Linked DNA regions of Mus musculus: all the other regions are linked to region 1. A link is a contact called in public Hi-C and promoter capture Hi-C data. All regions are on one chromosome and are shown on one strand. Each heading gives the region's core, a stretch centred on a gene start, on an enhancer-like site or on the middle of the called end of the contact. The rest is flanking DNA. Distances are from core to core; before and after follow the strand shown.

Region 1 (4,933 bases), core at 1,088-3,587:
TGGGAGCCTGTCAAGCTTACCTGCGCCACCTGTCACCAAATAGCGCTGAGCAGGAAGCTGGGGTGGAGAACAGGAGGAGTGGAGTCTGTGAAGAAGTGCAAGCTTCCCTCTTAGCAAACCCTGCCTTAAACTGGAGCTGCGGAGGGGCAGGAGGGGCAGCAGGAGACTGGGAGGGCGACCTGAGTGAGGCGTTTTGTCTAGAGGTTCCGTAGCTCTGCTCTGCTCCTAGCCTTGGGTGTTTAACTATGATCTCATGCAAGGAGGTGGGCCGTAGGCAGCCTGGAGGGGGCCTTTCTCTTGCTCCAAAGATACTTTGTTTCTGGGGCAGGGAAGGGCAGAAAGATGCTAGACATCTCCGTTTAAAGGCTTGGGTCCTCAGAGTGGGAAGATGAGGAAGCCTGAGAAGCTCGAATACTTCCAGCCACCCAGAAGATTCCCCCGACGCAGGCGCAGGGACACACGGTCCCCCGGGTCCAGGGGAAGCAGCACAGAGCTTGTGGCTGCCTCTCGGGTCACATCAGGGTCATTTGCAAAGGCTGAGATGACCGGCCATGTGTTCAGCATCAGACTCACCTGGGGAGGGGAGCCCAGTTAGCATCTATGTCCTAGTCCTTAGCTCAGGACACCCCGCCCCCCATCCTCCCAAGAGTTTTCTTTTGGGAACTTGAGGGTCAGTGGGCTCTCCAGTGAGCACTGAGGGGTGGCCAGTGTTGGGTTCTGTACATCTGCCATACCCTGCTAGCCTTTCCTCCCTTGCTCCTGGTCCCTGGGATACAGGTCCAACAGAAGGGCTATCCAGGGATGTGCTGCGGTCCACTATGACCCTCCCTTCCCCCCGGAGGTGGACTGGCACTTAGGTCACCTGGACAGTTTGGCGGTTGTACACCTTGACCACGTGGAATCGGAAGCTGTAGACTCCACGGACAGGGGCCACGAAGCAGCCCGAGGTCCGATCAAAGCCCTCGCCCTCATTGACCAGTACCTGTGGGGAAGCAGATTGTGTTGAGAGGGATTCTGGGTGCCGGGAGCTCAGGAGCATCACTGGGTTGGCATTTGTGCAGTGGGTGAGGAGAGAAGGGGTGGCAAACGGGTGTGACAGGAATGTGTAGAGTCAAAAACTATGAGGAAGGGCTACGGTGCTGTGTGTATGAATGAAAGAAGGCCAACCAACGGTCAGTGGCCATCTTAGAGGAAGGTGGTGCAAGAGATGCAGGTAATGGTTTCCTTGGAGTCCGAGGGATGCAAAGGGGCTTGGACAGTAGAGTCCAGGTCCTTGCATGTCTTCCGGACAGAGGCAGAGGGATTACCTGGTCGAAGTAGATGGCACCACTGGTACCGTTGCCGGTTTCTCCTGCTGGTTCATGGTGATGGCTTCGGACTGCAGCAAACGCCACTCGTCCTGGGGGTGCCTCTCCCAGGGCTGCACCCCCAGGTCCTCCTGCAGTAGGTCGGCCTGGCTCACAGACCACCAGGCACTCCCCCTCCAGTAGGACAGGCTCTGACCCTTCTTGAGCCCACCCAGCCTCCAGGGTCAGAAGCACCAGGGCCAAGGACAGCTTGGGTTTGTGCCATTCCGTCCCCATCCTTGCTAGGTGCCTCTGTAACTCACAGATTTTCCTGTCTTCTGTCCCCTTGGCTCTCCCCCCTCTGCTTCAAGGCTTCAGTACTCCTGCCCTGCTCTGCTGTCCTCTGTGAGTCTGGCACCTAGCCCGGGCACTCCCCTCCCTGTATCTTTTTGTGTCCCACAGCTCTGCCTGGCCTTACTACTGCTGTCTCTGCGGATCCCTCCTCCTTGGCAGAGCATGGAGTGACAGCAGTTGGGCCCTGGGAGGGAGAAGAGGAATGGAGAGAGGATATGAGGGCTCTAGCCACACAAGGGTGTGTACACACACACACACACACACACACACACACACGAAACAAAATTTCTTCAATTCCTTTCTCATCTTCTCCTTTTCAGTCTTTCTCCATGGGGTTTTCCTTATTGTGGCAAGGTGTGTGTCCTCATCTCCCCCCCCTTCCCCCCCTACTCCCCCAACTCTATCTACTTGGTGAAAGTGCTTGTGTCAAGGGCAGGATTCTCTTGTGACTCTGGACCAGTCACTTCTCTTGGAACCATCAACTGCAGAACTCCCAAGGACCCCAGGAACTGGAGGCGAACGTGAGAGTTGGCAGGAGGCGTTGGGGGTGGGGTGAGTGTCTGTGACCCGGTAGGCCCCGCAGGGGATGTGGAGGGCGGGTCGCTCGGCAGCAGGACAGCAGGCCGAGCCGGGGAGGAGGAGCGCAGCCCTGCCCCGAGCCCTGGCCAGTGCGGCCCTAGCGGGGGAGGAGCCGAGCTGGCTCCGCCCCGGGCCGGAAAGTGACTCCAAAGCCACAACGCGTTGTTGACGAGAGAAGTCTAGGTTGGGTGAAGGATCCGAGAAGGCCCTCCCAGATTCGGGCTCCCAGCCCCAGGCCCCTGGGGCGCGGGAGAAACGCGGGCCCCTCCTCCCCCGCCGCGGGCACCTAGAGGAGCGGGCGGAACTCGCGGCTTTGGCGGTAGGCGTCCCCCTTCCGGGCGATCGGGAGCTGAAGGCCGTGGCGGGAGGGTGGTCGGGCTGGGGGCGGCCGCCGCAGGCTGTGGGAGGGCGGGCTATGCCCCTGGGCCCCGGGTGGGATGCTTGACAGTGGACAAACGAGGAGGGGGGGCGGGGGCGGGGAGGTGGGAGTGGTTAGTGAAGGAATAAGGCGGATAGGGGAAACCCCCACCCCAGGACTACACTGTTAGAGCCTCTGGCGCGTATTCATTTCCCAAGAGGCCCTCCTCTACTCAAAAAATCCGAGACCTCTCAGCTCTGGGACTCTTTCCTCAAACCACCCACTTCTTGTGACCCTCAAAATGAGCTGGAGGCCCTCTCAACTCGTCCCTTCTCAGGGCGGTGGTCATCAGTTTTCTCTGGCCAGTCGCCCACCCCAGCTAGCCCTGTTTAAGAAGGGCTTACTCTCAGGGAGAGGCCTGTGTATAGATGATTTTCTATATTCTCCACCCGCGAGGTGGACTTGCTATCTCCTGGGGTTGTTTACCAGTTCTGTCACTAGGTGCGACCTGTTGATTGTTGGATGTATGCCATGTGATTAGGATTTGGGTTGAAGGGAGACAGAGACTTTGAGATTGCCTCTGCCCTTCCAGGACTCCAGGTAGAAGCCATGTCTACTTGGGGGTTTGCCTCCCCGACTCCCGACCGCTTTGCGGTGTCTGCGGAGGCCGAGGACAAGGTTCGGGAGCAGCAGACTCGCTTGGAGCGTATCTTCAACGTGGGAATGAGCGTCCTCTCCAAAGACTGCCCAGAGAATCCTCATATCTGGTTGCAGCTTGAGGGCCCCAAGGAGAACGTCTGCAGAGCCAAGGTGAAGTCCTCTTCCTTTTAGGGCTGCTACAAAGCCTTTTAGGACGCTGCCCCTCCCGAGGCCGAGTCGGAGGAGGGACTGGGAAATGCCTCTTGGCAATCTTATTGGCTGCCTCTCTCTTGAGCTTTGAGGAACTCAGCAAACCTTTTTATTTAGAATTTTGGTTTCACTTCTGCTGTGCTGCCTAGGTTCTTCAGGCTTTAGAACCAAATCACTTCATGCTCTTGGAGATAGTAAGGTAATCCCCTCTGTACAGGTGGGCCTTGCCAGGGAATTCCCTGGGGTTGAGAGGGGGCCGGCCACTTTTTCCCCCCTTTGCACCCAAGGCCAATAGGCTCCATCACTTGACAGCCCTCTGGTCTGTTCTTACATTTCCATAGGTCTACAGTGTGAATAGAAACAGTATCTACTTAGATGATGTAATAGCTTGAAGCTCAGGGAGAGCAGTGAATCTGAAAGGGATGGCTTCTAGAAGTTTCCTCTCTGACCTCCCTATCTAGGAATACCTGAAGGGGCTCTGCAGCCCAGAACTACAGAGTGAGATCCACTACCCACCCAGACTGCACTGCATCTTTCTGGGAGCCCACGGTTTCTTCCTTGACTGCCTGGCCTGGAGCACATCTGCCCACCTGGTGCCTCTGCTTCCTGGCTCTCTGATGATCAGTGGCCTAACCGAGGCGTTTGTGATGGCCCAGAGCCGGGTGGAGGAGTTAGTGCAACGGCTGAGCTGGGACCTTCAGCTACAGTCTTGTCCCGGAGCCCCTGACAATGGCGGAGTGCTGAGAGACTTCTCTGCCCTGCTGCAGACTAGGGAGGATGCCTACACAGAGGCCCTGCTGCGGCTGCCCCTGGCCGTGCAGGAGGAGCTCCTAAGCCTGGTGCAGGAGGCATCTAGAGGGCAGGGTCCATCTCGTGAGGTGGGGAGCTCAGGCCTGTTGAGTCCTCAGTTCCAGGGAGTCAGGGCTCCCTTGAATGAAGGCAGGGAATTCGTAGGCACCAGAGTGGCAGGGTCGGGAAAGTCGCCAGCAGTAAGAGGACAAAGTCATACTGTGGAGAAGGAGGAAAGGAAACAGGATGCTGTCAGGGACATGGGTTCAGGGCGGAAGGAGCTGTCTGGGGAAGAGGTCTGGGAGCCTGGAGTGGCTTACAGGTCACAGCTAGCAGGTGGAGGAGCAGAGGAGGTGGCACCCTTGAAGGGAAAGGCCTCGGGGAAACAGGAGGTTCCTCAGCAAAGAGGAGGGTTCAGTGTGCAGGGTGAACCTTCAGGTGCGCATGTGCCCTGTCAGAGGGCAGCTCCAATCCGGGGAGCCTCTCTCCTCCAGCGGCTCCACAATGGGAGCGCCTCACCTCCGAGAGTGCCTAGCCCTCCGCCCGCGCCGGAACCCCCATGGCCCTGTGGAGACCGAGACCGAGATCGAGATCGGGGAGACAGGGGAGACAAGCAGCAGGCTGGAGCTCGAGGCCGAGGGTCTCCGTGGAAGCGAGGCACTCGTGGGGGCAACTTGGTGACTGGCACGCAGCGTTTCCAGGAAGCCTTACAGGATCC
Region 2 (4,650 bases), core at 1,865-4,364, 1.0 Mb after region 1:
ATAGCAGTAAAACCCTAACTAAGACACCATCCTCAGCTACAGTGTACATTCCAGGCCAGCCTGGAGTATATGATTCATTTGAGCAGTGCTTGGTGGCACATGCTTATCCCAGGTTTTGGGAGGTAGGGGTGGAAGGACCAAGAAGTCAAGGCCCCCTCTTAGCTACATATTTGAGTTCTAGGCCATCCTAGAGTGTAAGAATCTGTTTTAACTAATCAAATAAGCACTTGAACAATTTCCAGGAAAGGTGATGCACACTTGTGGAACCATGTGGGTTCCAGAGATTGAACTCAGGTCACCAGAGAATTACGAAGTATAAGATAGCAATAACATCAGGAAATTGTTAGCAGTATAAAGCTGTTCCTATGTAAAGAGCTTGTGGCAAACCAATCAATGCTTACCACCTAAAACCACTTCTAACAATAAATTCAGCGAGTTGATTTAAGATGGGACCCTAATATCTTCATTAGATCCGTCCATCAAGGTTCAGGGAAGTATTCAGTAGGAGGACAGACTTTAAGAGCCAGAGGTGGGAATGACTCCACAGGAACACCAGGACTGACCTTTTAGAGAGGCCGACACAGAACTCATAGGACCTGCTGGGGTTCAAATCTCAGCACTGTAAGGGGGAAGTGGACTTGGGGTTCCACTCCTAATCAAGAAGCTACCTGCAACTAGTATCTGTTGGCAAACAGAAACTCAAGTTTTTTCCAATGGCGTGTCATAGAGTTTATCAACCACACTTTAGGGTAGGCCAGGTGCCCAGGAGTATTGGCCAACACAAACCAACTCCATGCTTTGCTTTGTGGACTTTTTTTTTTTTTTCCGTTTTGGTATTATTTGATTTTTCAAGATAAGGTTTCTCTGTGTCCGGGAACTCACTCGTTCTGTAGAACAGGCTGGCCTTGAACTTAGAGATCTGTCTGTATCTGCTCCCAAGTGTTGAGATCAAAGGGGTGTGCCACCAATGCCTGGCACATTTTGGCTTCTTTTTTCCCCTTGGTCTTACGAATTTCCTATTTGACTTTTTTCATCTTTTGAAGGAACAAGAAGCCGGGGTAGGAAGGTGAGGAGGAGGAGGGTTCGAGAAACTGGGGGAGGGGAAAACGTGATGAGAATATAGTGTATGGAAAAAAAAGTTAAAAGAGACTATGGCCCTAGATGTCATATTCTCATATAATACTTCCGTGTTGTCAGCGAATTTTATTAAGATGTTCCTGTTGTGATAGTGACATCAAACATGTCAAAGTCAAATGGTATTGTGAAATATGAAATTTAAGAATGTTTTAGTGTATTGAAAAAAATAATTTTTTTACAAAAGTTTTCTGAAAAATACTTTTTGAAAAGCTGATTCATATGTATTGTAGTTTTTTTTTTTTAAAGATTTATTTATTTATTATATGTAAGTACACTGTAGCTGTCTTCAGACACTCCAGAAGAGGGCATCAGATCTTGTTACAGATGGTTGTGAGCCACCATGTGGTTGCTGGGATTTGAACTCCGGACCTTCGGAAGAGCAGTCAGGTGCTCTTACCCACTGAGCCATCTCACCAGCCCTATTGTAGTTTTTTTGTCTTCAAATGGTAAAGAAGAGCAATGTATGTATGGAATTTAAATGAGGGTGAAAGCACTTTTTTTTAAAATTGAAAATGATTGTTTCTACCAGGTTGTCCTTTGTAAATGGTATCCACTGCAGTCTACATATTAGCCTGAGACCTTAATCAATAATTCACTTCATTAAAAATTTCATGTTCATTATCATCTTGGAGAGCTTTACAATGTAACGCCATATGACTCATTAATAGGCGGTATTGTCAATTCGGAAATTCAGAGATCTAATTGAATCCATCCATTTGGTTGAGGAAGTAACCAACATCAGTTGTAATCCCGCTAACAACCACCAGGGCGAGGTGCATTTCTTAGGTTACAGGGAGTCCTGGAAATCCAGCACCAAGTCTTCTGCCAAAGACGTGGGTGTAGACGAGGAACAAAAGACCCTCGTGCCGCCCTCCAGCGGCTCCGCTCCGAATGCGCCCGGTGGGACTCCTATGAGAGGGTCACTGCCCACGGAGCCAGGACTGAAGCGAAGGGCACGCGATGGCCCGAGGCCCCGCCAACGTGGAGGACAGGCGCTGGGCAGGCCGGAGAGCGCGTGCTCGGCCAGGCACCGACGGCCGAGGCCAGACAGCCCAGGTCCCAGGGGCGCGAGCCCGCTAAGGGAGCCCGGGGCTCCATCTTGCCCGGCGGCAGTCTGGGGTCACCACTGTCGTGTGGCCCCGCCGCAATCTCGGCGCGCAAACTCTTGGCGGCCGAGGACAAGGCCTATGGTAGAGCGCGATCGGACTCGTTCCGGGCCAAGTTTCTCGTCCCCACGGGTTCGGTTCTGATGGGCCCCAAGTTCTCCCAACAGATCCCACAAAATGGAGGCCGACGTCTCCTCCCGCCGCAGCCATGGCGGAGGTGGGACACCCTTCCCACGGGCCAGGCAAGGTGGAAGCGCCTGCACGGCCGCCAGCGCACCAGTCCCCTTGCGGCCGCAGCCGGGCTCGCCCCCTCGGTCCGCCGCAGGCACTGCCGGGCTCGCCAGTCGCCCGGGTCTTGGGGGCCTGGACAGGGAGGACACCGGGACATCGAGGCCGCGTTTCTCCTCGAGCAGAGTCGCAAAGGGCCGCGGCGACCGTCTGGAGGCCGAGACCCAGTGTCCCGATCCCGGGCCCACGGGAAGCCTCGACGAAGACCGCCCGCCCCCAGGGCCGAAGCGCGAGCCGAACTGCGGGCAGCGCCACTCGGGCTCCTGACCCGGGCGGACCCCGCGAGTGGGGGCGGGGCGGGGGCACGGAGGGAGGGAGGGAGGGAAAGAGGGAGGGAGGGAGGGCCGGCCCAGCCCGCGGGGGGGGGGGGGCCGGTAGGCCCGAGGGCGTGGCCCAGGTCTGACGGACAGCCGCCGTGACTACCTCACCGAGGAGGGTCCTGAAAGAAGGCCGACTGGGCCAATGGAGCCTGCCCGAGGCATTCCGTGCCGCCCACGCCATCAGCCAATGAGCGTGCGGAGGGCGGGGCCTCTCCGGGCCCCGCCGTGCCACCGCCTCCTCTGCCTCCTCCTCACCAGCGCTAAAGCCGGGACTGGACCGAGCGGAGTTGTGCGTGTCGCCGAAGGGGGGTGGGCCGGGGGAGGGGAGGTTCGTTCCGCGGAGCTGCAGCCAGAACCCGGTGAGGCTTCTCCCCGCCGTCTTTCCTGTCGAGGGCCGCGGAGAGTGGGGGTGGCTGGGAGCAGCGCAGCCTCGGGAGGAGGAGGCGGAGGCGGGGGCGACTGGGGAGGCGGAGATGGGTGAGGGCAGCGTCGGGAGCCTCCCACCGAGCCGGGCTTAACAGCCCGCGGCGGCCGGTGTCGCGGCTGCTGCGTCGGGGCCTGAGGGTGCGCTGGGGGCCGCGCTGATGTCCAGGGCGGCTTCGCGTGCGGCCCGAGGGGTGAGGGAGCGCGGGCGCGGCAGGGCTGGCTGGGTGAGGCGGTCGCCGGGGGCGGGGGGCGCGGGGGCCTCGAGGTGCGGGCGGCAGCGGCCGGAGGTCGTGGGGTGTTTTCCTTTCTGTGCTGCGGGCGGCCGGGCGGGCCGGGGAGGGGCCCTTTGGCCCTCCCGCCTGGGGGCTGCACTCCCACCCTGTCTGTCCAACCGAGACCCCAAGTTTTCGATGGCAAGGGGTGCCTTTTGAGTCTTGCGGCGTCCTCTTCGTCGCTGGTCTCCTCCCCGGCGCTGTGCTGCGCGGCTCTTGCTCCTCACGTATTGTTTGGCTGGGTCTCTAATGGCGGACGGGGAGGCAGCGCTGCCGGTCTCGGACTGCAGGGGGGGCAAACCTCGGGCCCAGGGCAACTGCTTGGGGCAAATATGGGCAATATCAGCCCATCGTTGACATAAACTGGTTTTTACCTGTAAATTGGTGCTGAGTTTGACTGGAATAACCGTGGTGGTAATACTTGCGAGGGAGTGCAAGTCCCTTGCTGGCGTCGGGGCAATGTTTGCCCTTCCCCCTCCCTACCCCATAGCAGGCTTGGTGCCCTCAGGTCCCTTTCCCTGCAGATTGAGGCTTACACATGGGCTTTGGCTCCAAATAAAATATTTCACTCCACTTGGGTAGTAAGTAGTAGGCTGTTTTGCGTGGGCTTTGGGGTAATAATAGAAGGGCCAAACCTCCTTGACCCCTTAGTCCCTTCTCTGCCTCCTCCTGGTGAAATCGGCTTGGTGCTCCTACCAGATTGGGTGTTCATCCATTTCTCTCCCCCCCCCCTTTTTTTTTTTCTCTTTTATCCCAGGACCAGAAATTTCGTTCAACCCTATCTGGTGCATCTTTGGCAGAAAGTGAGGAAAACACCATTGTGAGTCCTTTTCTTCTAATTTGCTTATTAACAGAGGACGTGGTTGGATTATAGGGGTTCAGCTATAGGATTTGGCCCTCCTGGTTGTTCTTAAGGGGAGGAGCCTTCTCTTGGGTGGCAGCTGCTGTCGGGGAGAAACTCCAGTGATGCCTGGTGAGGCAGCTGGGAGTGGGCGCTGCTGTTTGCACCGCTGCAGACATCGCTTCTGCTGCTGCAATACCAACCTCAGCAACCAGACGACGGGCTTCTGCAGCTGCTCACGTTACCGGTGGGGAGGAGGG
Region 3 (4,942 bases), core at 336-2,835, 1.5 Mb before region 1:
CAGATGTGACAGGTAGCAGTGGAGAAATCTCCAACATCGCAAACAGCTCAGACAGAATCAGCAACTGAAGAAAGGCTTTATTGAAGGGTGAAGCAACATATACATGCATCACACACAGAGAAAAGTGCCTTTGCAAAGCCAAGAAGGGGGACTCAGAAGACTGAAAATCTAGTCCTTTTCCAAGGCTGGAGTTTTTAAGTCTCTGAAGTTTTCCTCCCCTAATTTAGGGTTGGTAAATTTAAAGAGAAAAAGGATGGCTGATTGGCCCACAACTGTCTTGGAACATGTACCAATCCAGCCTTGAATTCCTGGAGTCAGTCTATCAGCAGATCTACTGGGAGGGAGAGAAAGCCCACAAGATTCTTTGTTTTATGCTGCCAGGCTTTTGTCTCAGGCTAGGAGGAGAGGAAGAAACCAGACATCGTGGAAATTCATCATTATCTAGTCATGGTCTTTTATCTGTCTGCCTACCAGGGAATCTGTCCAACTCTTGGGCCCTTAATACAGAAATGCCTGATTTGGGAACATTTGAATATATGTTTGTTGGGGATGGACCTGAATTCTAAGCATAAAATTCTTTCATGCTGAATGTTATTTTTGAGTATGCTAAGGATGAATCCACAGTCTAAGCATGCTAGACAAGTATTCCACCACAGCATCATCGCCAGCCCTTAGTGCACCTGATTTTTTTTGACAAAAATTCCGTCATGACTTCGGGTGTGTAATTCTCCATCGTAGCATCATGTTTGGATTCAACAGGTTTGGTTTGGGAGCACTTCAGTTTCCAGGTTTAATCCACTCAAAAAGTATACCTAACTCATGAGAATGTGTGGTTTAAAATTAGAATCAGAGTCACCTTACATCCCTGCATTCGGGAGCAGAGGCAGATGTATCTCAATGAGTTCGATGCCAACCTAGGCTACATACTGAGTACCATAGTTACATGGTGAGACCTTGTTTAAAAAAAAAAAAAAATAATAACTGGCACCAGTACAACTTCCTCAAAAAAATGTTTAACAGTGTCCTCAGATCCGTGCTTCCATACATAGTCTTGCAAATGACATATACTTCCCTTCCCACCACTGGGCTGCACTATTAGTCATGTCTGTGATCATTTGTCTTCCTAGACTCAAATGCCTTATCTGGACTGTTTTTTAGCTACCCCTATAATCTCCTAACCCATTCACCACTTCTTCGACTCCGTTGGATGAGAACCAAATTTTTCCAACTCGTTCTACACTTGATCATATCAGAAAACAAACGTTAAAATGAAGCAGAAGGCTGCACAATGAGGTTCGTTGGATGCGACACTTCTGAGTTACCCTAAATTTCCCAAGTCTGGAGAACGTCCGGGAAAGGACTTGGAAACAGCTGCGAAGGATTCGGTCACAGGTATCTCAACCACCTCGGAGGGTGCAAGATGCACGCGCGGGGCAGTTCCTCCTGTTCAGAACACTCAGCCCACAGCTGACTCCCACTTCCGTACGATAACGCAAGATGGTGGGACCGGCGATTGAAAACCACATTCAAGATGTCGGCTTCCGGTTTTCCCGGCAGCGTCCCGCGTGGCTGCCGGGGCCACGCCCACTTCCGGTTCCCTTGCTCCGGCATGGCTGCCTTAGGGACCTGGCTGTCCAGTGAGTGATTGTGGGGTTGGGGACACGGGAGCCGCGGGGCGACCAGCCCTCTAACTCCCTGCTCTTCCATTAGGTGTCCGGAGATTGCACTGCAGCGTAGTGGCGCGGGCCGGTGGCCAGTGGCGACTCCAGTGAGTGCCGTGCCGGGCGGGGGCGCGGCGGGACCTAGTATCCCGCCGCGTCCTCACCCACACTGTCTCCCCCACCCAGGCAAGGGCTGGCTGCCAACCCTTCCGGCTATGGGCCCCTCACGGAGCTCCCTGACTGGTCCTTCGCGGGTGAGCCTTGATGTCAAGGGTTTTTTGTTTTTGTTTTTTTTCCTCCGAGACCACCGGGGTAAGGGTTGGGGGCGTGTCTGGGAAAATAGTGAACCTTTTACTTGAGTTGGAGGACTGCAGCTCTACCTTTGCCTGACTGTGTAGCCGGGTGTTAGTTCACCCCTGAGGTTTTAGGTTTGGAGAGCTGAGGCAGAGGGATTGCTGTGAGGTTAGTGCTATGTAAGGAATCCTTGATTATCCTGAACTACAGAATGAGACCCTGTGTATCAATCAAGAAATAGTAATTGGCTAAGGAAAGTTAGCTGTCAGGATCGTATCCTGAAGGTATAAGGAAATACTAACGTGGGCTGTTCTGGGCTTGGAAGTATGTATGACTTTTATCCTCTCAGAAGGATAAAACTCTCACATGTGTGGTGAGTGTATTTTGACAATTCGTTTGCAAATGTACAAGGAATTCTTTGAAAAGCTGCTGAAAAGAACACCGAAGATCCCTACAAGTCTGAAATGGCAGACTCAGTACAGAGAAGTCTTTTTCTCTTTAAAAAAAAAAAAAAAAAAAAAACTTATGGACTGAAGGATGCCTTTAAAATGCGGTGCCTGTTCTTCCGGAGGACATGGGTTCGATTCCCAACACCCACAGGGTGACTCACAATTGCTTGTAACTCCAGTTCCAGGGGATCCAATGTCATCTTTTCACTTCCACCTTTACCAGGCACCCACATGGTGCACAGACATACATACAAACACAACACCCAAGCACATAAAAATAAAACTTTAAAAAAAGCAAAATTAAAAGAGAGTAGTGACGCATGCCTGCAATCGGCACTCACGAGGCAGAAGCACTGAGAGCTAGGGGATAGCCTTGGCTACATAGTGAAACCTTGCCTCAAAAATCAAGAGTGAGGGAGAAAAAAAACCCTATATTTCATTATACAATGAGATGAAGTTTAGCAAAGAGACACATTGAGTGAAGGGTTTCTGAAGAGAAAAGTGAGTTCAGCTTGGCAGACGGCCCTAGGTCCATGCTAATGACAGGGTTAAATGATAGGAAGAGCGTGCCTATGAAGTCATTTCGTGATTCTGTTGGACCTCACCTCTGAGGCTAGGTGAGTTTTAGTTGTGGTTGTGAACTGGGATCCTCCTCAGTATTGTTTTTGATGAGCAGAACTGGGCCCTGAACCTACAGCCTCACGCACGCCAGCATCCACCCAACCAACCATAGTCAGGGTGACCTGGAAAAGTGGAGCTAGGGGCTTACTCTTCTCCAATCCCTATCACACCAGTGTTTGGACAGGATCCCCAGACCACATTTAACACTATGCCTTTTGTTTACTTTTGTCTGTAGATGGCCGCCCTGCACCCCCAATGAAAGGCCAACTTCGAAGAAAAGCTCAAAGGGAGAAGCTTGCAGTGAGTAGCTGGGACTCTGCCAAAGGCTGTGTTTATGACTGGAGGAGGAAAATTTAAATCATCATTTATCTTCATTTTCTTTAAGATTGATTTTTACTTTATATACATGTGTTTTGCCTGTATCAATGTATGTTCATCATATGTGTTCGTGGTACCTGTAGTGGTCAGAGGAGGGTGTCAGATCCTCTGGAACTGGAATTACAGATGGTTGTGAGCTCTGGGGTGGCTACTGGGAGTTGAACCCTTGTCCCTTGCAAGAGCAGAGAGCCATCTCTACAGCCCCATAAATTAGAATCTGTTTTAAGTTGTGTTGTACTTGAGCTACTGTTTGGCAGTGCATGGGATAAAATCCAGGGCTTCCTGCCTGCTAGGCAGGCACACCAGCAGCAGCCATTTCTCCAGTCCTTACACCCAACTAACTTATCTTTTTAAAGATTTATTTATTTTTATTTATATGAGTACAATGTAGCTGTCTTCAGACACACACCAGAAGAGGGCATCAGACCCCATTACAGATGGTTGTGAGCCACCGTGTGGTTGCTGGGATTTGAACTCAGGACCTCTGGAAGAGCAATCAGTGCTCTTAACCTCTGAGCCATCTCTCCAGTCCCTTTTCTTTCTTTCGATGAGGCATGTAGACCAGGCCAGCCTCAAACTCACAAGAGATGGGCCTGCCTTCACCTCCCAAGTACTAGGATCAAAGGATGTATCCCCCTACCTGGCCAAGCTGATGTTTTACTACGACTGAGAAGGGAAGACTGGAGCGGGGCACTCTGCAGAAACCAACAGCTGACCTTCCTCAGCTTCACACCGTCAGCGTGATGCATCAGTATCCAGCTGAACACTTGGCTTTGGGGGGGGAGGGGGAGACCTGCTCAGTGGTACATATGCCTGAGCCCCAGATGTCACCTACTCTCTTCCTGTCTGTTTCAGAGACGAGTTGTACTGCTGACACAGGAAATGGATGCTGGAATACAGGCATGGAAGCTCAGGCAGCAGAAATTGCAGGAAGAAAGGAAGAAGGAACATGATCTCAAACCTAAAGGGACTTTACTGAGAAGCCCACTTCCGAATCAATAAAAAGCAGCTCCTGCCCCACTTTCCCAGACTCTCTCTGGCTTTCTTTTCTATAGTCTGAATGCTTTATCAAGTCATTTTCCCCACCACTTGTATTGATAGCAAAAGACCTTAAAATCACTGCCTGCCAGGCTTGGCCCAGTGCCCTTAGTCCTCCCCATTCCAGTTCAGCCAGATCTTGCTCTGGGATCATTTTGCCCCTAGTGCTGAAGAACGTGCCCAGAGCCTTAACAAAAGCTAAGCACACCACCACCTATCACTTGGCCTGCTTGGGATTTTTAATCAACCACAAGCAACTGCTTTGTGAGAGAAGAAAGGGGCAGCAGCAGTTTCCCTGGTTCACCCTCATACTCTTGTCACTAAGAGACCATGCACAGCTCAGATGCATACAGTTGGCATTTAATGTTTTCTTGAAAAGGTCTTTCCACCTGAGGATCTTTTTCCTTTTTAAGACATGGTCTCACGGTAGCACTGGCTGTCCTGAAACTGGCCAGGTAGACCAAGTTGTCTGGCAATCACAAAGATCCTCCCACCTCTGTC
Region 4 (4,743 bases), core at 1,656-4,155, 1.2 Mb before region 1:
CAAAGCTCGCCCAGATGATCTCTTGAGGTCTCTCCTAGGACCTCTTGAGATCTGTGATTTCATGGAGCTAATTTTGATTCTACCTCTAAATAGTTGTGTGATTCTAGTGGTCTCCTCTCTCCCTATCCCTCTCACAGGCTCCAGGCTCCTCACCTGCAGAATGAGAAGTCTAGATAACGGATGTCTTTTTACATTTAGCAAAATAGAGCTGGAACAAACACTCACGCCCACCACATGTCAAACTCCATTTTTCTGTGAAAGTAACAATGCGGGCTAGGCACTCAGATTCCTCCTGTGCCGATGAGGAAACCGAGGCACGGAAGGGAGAGGTAACTGGTTCAAGGTGAGACAGCAAGCTGACGCCCTCTACTACTGTACGGTTTTGCTTCCTGGGCCGCAGTTCTATGGGGAAGAAACCACCTGGAGTGGGGAGGGGGGAGTCGCAGGCACAGACTGACTTGTCATTGGCTTCCTCGGGGTCAGGGTTCTCACATACACACCAGATCCTAACTGGTTTCTCCTGGGCTTACCTTCTCCAGTGGCCTGCGGGGATGAAGGATAAAGATGGGAGTGAGGATGTAGAACAAGACAAGAGGCAGAATGCTGGATCAAGAGCCAAGGGACCACAAATATGGCAGAGTCATCAGAAAGCTTTCTCTTGGTCACCTGGGAAATGAGCTCTGAGGCCTAAAGTCAGAGAGCAGGCCCTAGGCCAGTGGGGCTGGCACTGGAGTTGTGTGGCACTGGGGTCATCAGAGCCCCAGGATTCTCTCAGGGCAGAATGCAGAGGCTGCTCCAGACACTGGCATGCACTGTGGTGGTAGCAAGCACACACTCGATGTACAAAGGACCAAGTGGGTAGGTGGGGTGGACATGGAGGTGAAGTGACAGAGAAGCAGAGGGACAGGCTGAGGCTAGGCTGGAGGGTGTGATGGACAGAGCCAGCCGTGGGCGGCATGTTAGTATTTCTAGGCATTCATTTGGACATGGAGTCAAGACTATGTGGACTAGCCACATGTATTCCCTGCCCTTGGGGTCCTCCATGGGTATCCCCTCCCACCAGGCCCAGGCCCAAGACCCAGTGAACAGCTTCAGCATCAAGTAACAGTGCAGTTTATTCAGCCACAGAATCATTTGGTCCCGACCTTCCCAATTACTGGCTGCCATTGTCCACGATCTCTGTCTCAGGCTTGGCCTGTTCAGGACTCTGGGGACCTAGAAGGGTGGGCGGGGCCCTTAGGGTCTGGTGCCCACAGTCTGCCAGGCAGGCTCAGCTGCAGCCCCCGACACCCTTGATGAGGCTAGCAGCCTCAGGGATCTGGCGGAAGAGGTTGCGCAGAGTGTCTAGCTCCTGAGTGAGCTGGTCTACGCGGTTGCGCAGACGCTCGTTTTCAGCCATGTACTCCAGGACCTTCTGCTGAGTCTCCATAATGCGCCTCTTGGCCTTGTCCCGGCTCTTGCGCACCGCGATGTTGTTACGTTCACGTCGCAGTCGGTACTCCAGGCTATCTTTGTTCACTGCCTTCTTGCCCTTGTGTGAGGGGCCAGCAGGGGAGGGTGCCTTGAGAAGGGGACTGCAGGGAGGGGCAGCAGCTGCCACAGGGGCCTGGAGGGTAAGGGGGACAGAGAGGTGAGGGTCCACCAGGAGGCAGAGTGAAGGCTAAGCAGGAAACCCAGCAGGGAGAGCATATGTGAGGCCTCAAAGGGATACAGGACTCCCAGAGAGCTCCGATCTCCCAGGCATCCATCTCCCTGTCTCTGTGAAGGACCGTAACCCAGATACATATGGTCCTTGGTCTGAGACCAAAGCTTTCTATCATGCTCTCATTATTCCCTTCCCTTTGGTTTGTCTGTAATAAGTCTCCCGTTCTAAAATTCTAGTCAGCCATGTTTCCTCATCCAAAAGCAGGCAGCAGAGAAGCAAGAGGTATAGTGCACAGCAGGAAACCTGGTCCTGCCTGAGATCAGGGCAGAGCAGCTATTACAAGTGTCTTCAGGACACAGCCGAGTTCTAAGAAATAAATTCACAGAGTTGGGAAACAGGACCTTGGGGTAGGGCATGTTCACAGAGGAGCACCAAACATAGACTTGTTAGGGAAGCCCAGTAGTCAGAATTCCCTCAACCACCCACCTTGCTCCACCCTGGGGGGAAGAAGCGGGGAGAGCTACCTTGGTCTTACCTTGAGGACACGCAAGGGCTGGCCAGGTGCTGCCAGGGTCGGGGGGAGGTGCACGGCTGTCTGCCCGCAGTGTGCCACTTGGTACTGCAGGGGATTGTAGCTGCCTCGACTGGTGCCTCGGTTGCCCTCTGGCCCACGAGGCTCCTCCTTCACCGCCACAGCCCTGGGGTCGTAGCTCCCTGGGTTGCTGTAGATGCCAGGCCCCAAAGCCTTCCTATCTGGGCCAAATGTGTGTGAGGGATAGGCGAATGGCCGAGGGTCAGCCGGCAGGTAGTGAGGAAACGAGGGGGCTCCTGGGCCCTTAAGGCTTCGGGCTTCAGGCGTTGGCTTCATGGCAAAGAGGTCAGAAAGTAGCTGTTCTTCCCCAGACTCGATGTAGGCGGAGAGGTCGATGGAGGCCTCATGCTCACACATGTCCCCCAGCTCCCCGGGCCCAGCTCGACCCCCTGAGAACTCAAGTGGCTGCTGGCCACCCCGAGGCTCGCACTCATAGTAGGTCCCGTGGGACATGGCCGGCCCGCCCCCTTGGCTCCCCGCCCCTGGGTCCTGTGCTGGGGGCGCCCGCCCGTTGGGATGCTCAGCCTGCCCTTTCTTGGATCTCCCCCGGTCCTAGATTTGCCCTAGGTTTGCCCTCTCTGGTCTTCTCCGTCACCAACTCCTACGTGGCTTCTCTCCTCCTCTGCTTCCCTTTCCTTCTGTAGTCAGTACCTCTTCCTTTCTTCCCTTTTCCTCTCTCTCCTTGGGGTGACTAAGGGAGGGGCAGGGCACACCCCGGAGGGAGGGGTGCTTAGCAGTTAGGGCGCTCTTTGCGAAGGCCCCAGCCACAGTCCAGAAGTTGCTGTTTGAGAAAATGGCCCTTTTTGCCCTGCGAGTTCAAGGGATTCTAATCCCTTGCCCAGAGTAGCTTCTCTGAATATCTGTCTTCCTCCGATTTCCAAAGAGACCTGTGCAGAGTGAGGTGTCAAGCCAGAGCCAATAGACAAAGCATTCCCCCAGTGCCAACTTGGTCTAAACTCCTCCCTTGATGCATCTTCCTCCCTGTCCCGTCCCCCCCCCTCCCCGCCCCCACCCCCAAGTCCTGAACTCCACCTACCCCGGGGTAAGTCAGTTCCTTCTGTAGCCCCACCTCCCAAGACATTTTTCTCTGTGTAGACCATCATTGTTTGAAGGGTTTGGGAAGTAGTAGTAGATTCTAGGACCAAGCTACCCCTGGCCCTAGTACAGGGTATGCCCATTTGCTAGTTTTGAGACAGGGTCTCACGATGTAGCTCAGGCTGGCCTTGAACTCACAGAGTTCTGCCTGCCTTTGCCTCCAGAGGGCCCCTATTAAGGTTCTTCGGTTAGGTCTTTGCACAGGGCTTGTGTGCATGTCTCCAGATCTGGCTATGGCTAGCAGCCTGGCACAGTCCGGGGCTGCCAGGACATAGCTGAGGTTTCTGGTCAAGACATGGGTCCTGTACCTCAGGCCCAGGCAAGCTGCAGCCTCAGAACCAACAGAAAGGATCTGCTGGAGGTCCCAGTTGCTCCACCCTAAAAGCTGTTCTGGCTGACCCCACCCGCGCTGGCCTGAGGCTCTGCCTCCTATTTCCTGTGCCCTGAGCTGCATGCAGGCCCTTGTTTTCTGACCTGTGCGTGTCTCTCGGGTCCACTTCCTCTTGTAGGCTTGAGAAGTCTTCTCTCTTGTCCTCACCTCTTCCTGGGGCTGTTTCGGGGTCCGAAGGAGAAGCTGGTAGCTGCCTGCCCGCCCTTCTTGATCTTCTACTAACCCCCAAAGTTCATTTTTCTGTTTTGTTCGGAACTTCCTGCTCTCTCCAGTTTGGTTGTGGCCCTGCTTCAGACACGGTTCTGGATTTACTGACAAGAAAAGAACACAGAGACATGAGAAGTGTGTCACTTTTCAGTTGTTTGTTTTTTTTTAGGTTGAGCCTCCCTTTTAGCCTAGCCTGGCCTTGAACTCTCATCTTCCTGCTTCATTCTCCACGGAGCTGAGTTGATAGCTGTGCTACCATACCTTCCTGGCTCTTTTATTGCAAACAGATGTTCTAGGGGGAGGGACAGAATTTTTAAAATGAATTTATTTTCATTATTCTAAAGTATGTGAGTGTGTGTGTGTGTTGTGTGTGTGTGTGTTGTGTTGTGTGGTATGTGTGTGTGTGGTGTGGTGTGTGTGTGTTTGTGTGGTGTGTGTGGTGTGTGTGTGTGTGTGGTGTGTGTGGTGTGTGTGTGTGTGGTGTGTGTGTGTTTGTGTATGTGTGTGCACACTTCCAGGTACCCATGGAAGCCAGAGACATCAGATCTCCTGGAGCTGGAATTACAGGCAGTTGTGAGGCACCCAGTGTGAATGCCTGGAGTCAAACTCAGGTCCTCTGGAAGAGCAGTGAGTGCTCTGAACCCTTGAACTCTTTCTCCAGCCCTAAGAATAGAACAGTTTCTAAGCTGGGTATTCCAAGGATCGGGTAACTGTGAGGGGTTACAGTGGAGGTAAACTTTGATAGGATATGTATGTCATTGAACACTAAAATAAAACTGTAAATGTGACTTGTCCACAAGTTAGAGAAAGTAC

Evidence for each region. Promoter capture Hi-C pulls out the DNA fragments that hold promoters and counts their contacts. A called contact is a pair of places that touch in the nucleus more often than the background predicts. Capture Hi-C pulls out chosen DNA fragments and counts their contacts.
Region 2: a Hi-C map of muscle stem cells shows a contact between it and region 1, with 2.8 times the contacts expected there. The contact joins the promoter of Zmym2 here to the promoter of Khnyn in region 1. A contact is called at or near these places in 1 of 39 promoter capture datasets (cranial neural crest), 2 of 484 Hi-C or Micro-C datasets (B cells and muscle stem cells) and 1 of 115 datasets of contacts at active chromatin or transcription factors (extraembryonic endoderm stem cells).
Region 3: a promoter capture Hi-C map of adipose tissue shows a contact between it and region 1, with 2.7 times the contacts expected there. The contact joins the promoter of Mrpl52 here to the promoter of Khnyn in region 1. A contact is called at or near these places in 1 of 39 promoter capture datasets (pre-B cells) and 1 of 9 other capture datasets (adipose tissue).
Region 4: a contact with region 1 is called in a promoter capture Hi-C map of cranial neural crest. The contact joins the promoter of Cebpe here to the promoter of Khnyn in region 1. A contact is called at or near these places in 2 of 39 promoter capture datasets (cranial neural crest and liver).

Annotation. Positions count from the first base shown.
Region 1 is chr14:55,882,605-55,887,537 of GRCm38.p6, forward strand. Khnyn (KH and NYN domain containing) reads left to right here and starts at 2,338. Exons shown (of 8, transcript NM_027143.3): 1 at 2,338-2,538; 2 at 3,170-3,387; 3 at 3,888-4,933. The coding sequence starts at 3,187. Cbln3 (cerebellin 3 precursor protein) reads right to left here and starts at 1,652. Exons shown (of 3, transcript NM_019820.3): 1 at 1,308-1,652; 2 at 863-982; 3 at 1-573. The coding sequence starts at 1,583. The coding sequence ends at 376.
Region 2 is chr14:56,883,489-56,888,138 of GRCm38.p6, forward strand. It overlaps Zmym2 (zinc finger, MYM-type 2), which reads left to right and starts at 3,115. Exons shown (of 25, transcript NM_029498.4): 1 at 3,115-3,210; 2 at 4,307-4,369.
Region 3 is chr14:54,425,324-54,430,265 of GRCm38.p6, forward strand. Mrpl52 (mitochondrial ribosomal protein L52) reads left to right here and starts at 1,586. Exons shown (of 5, transcript NM_026851.2): 1 at 1,586-1,637; 2 at 1,711-1,768; 3 at 1,848-1,915; 4 at 3,261-3,325; 5 at 4,259-4,427. The coding sequence starts at 1,610. The coding sequence ends at 4,405.
Region 4 is chr14:54,709,269-54,714,011 of GRCm38.p6, forward strand. It overlaps Cebpe (CCAAT/enhancer binding protein (C/EBP), epsilon), which reads right to left and starts at 2,906. Exons shown (of 2, transcript NM_207131.1): 1 at 2,181-2,906; 2 at 1,095-1,606. The coding sequence starts at 2,690. The coding sequence ends at 1,271.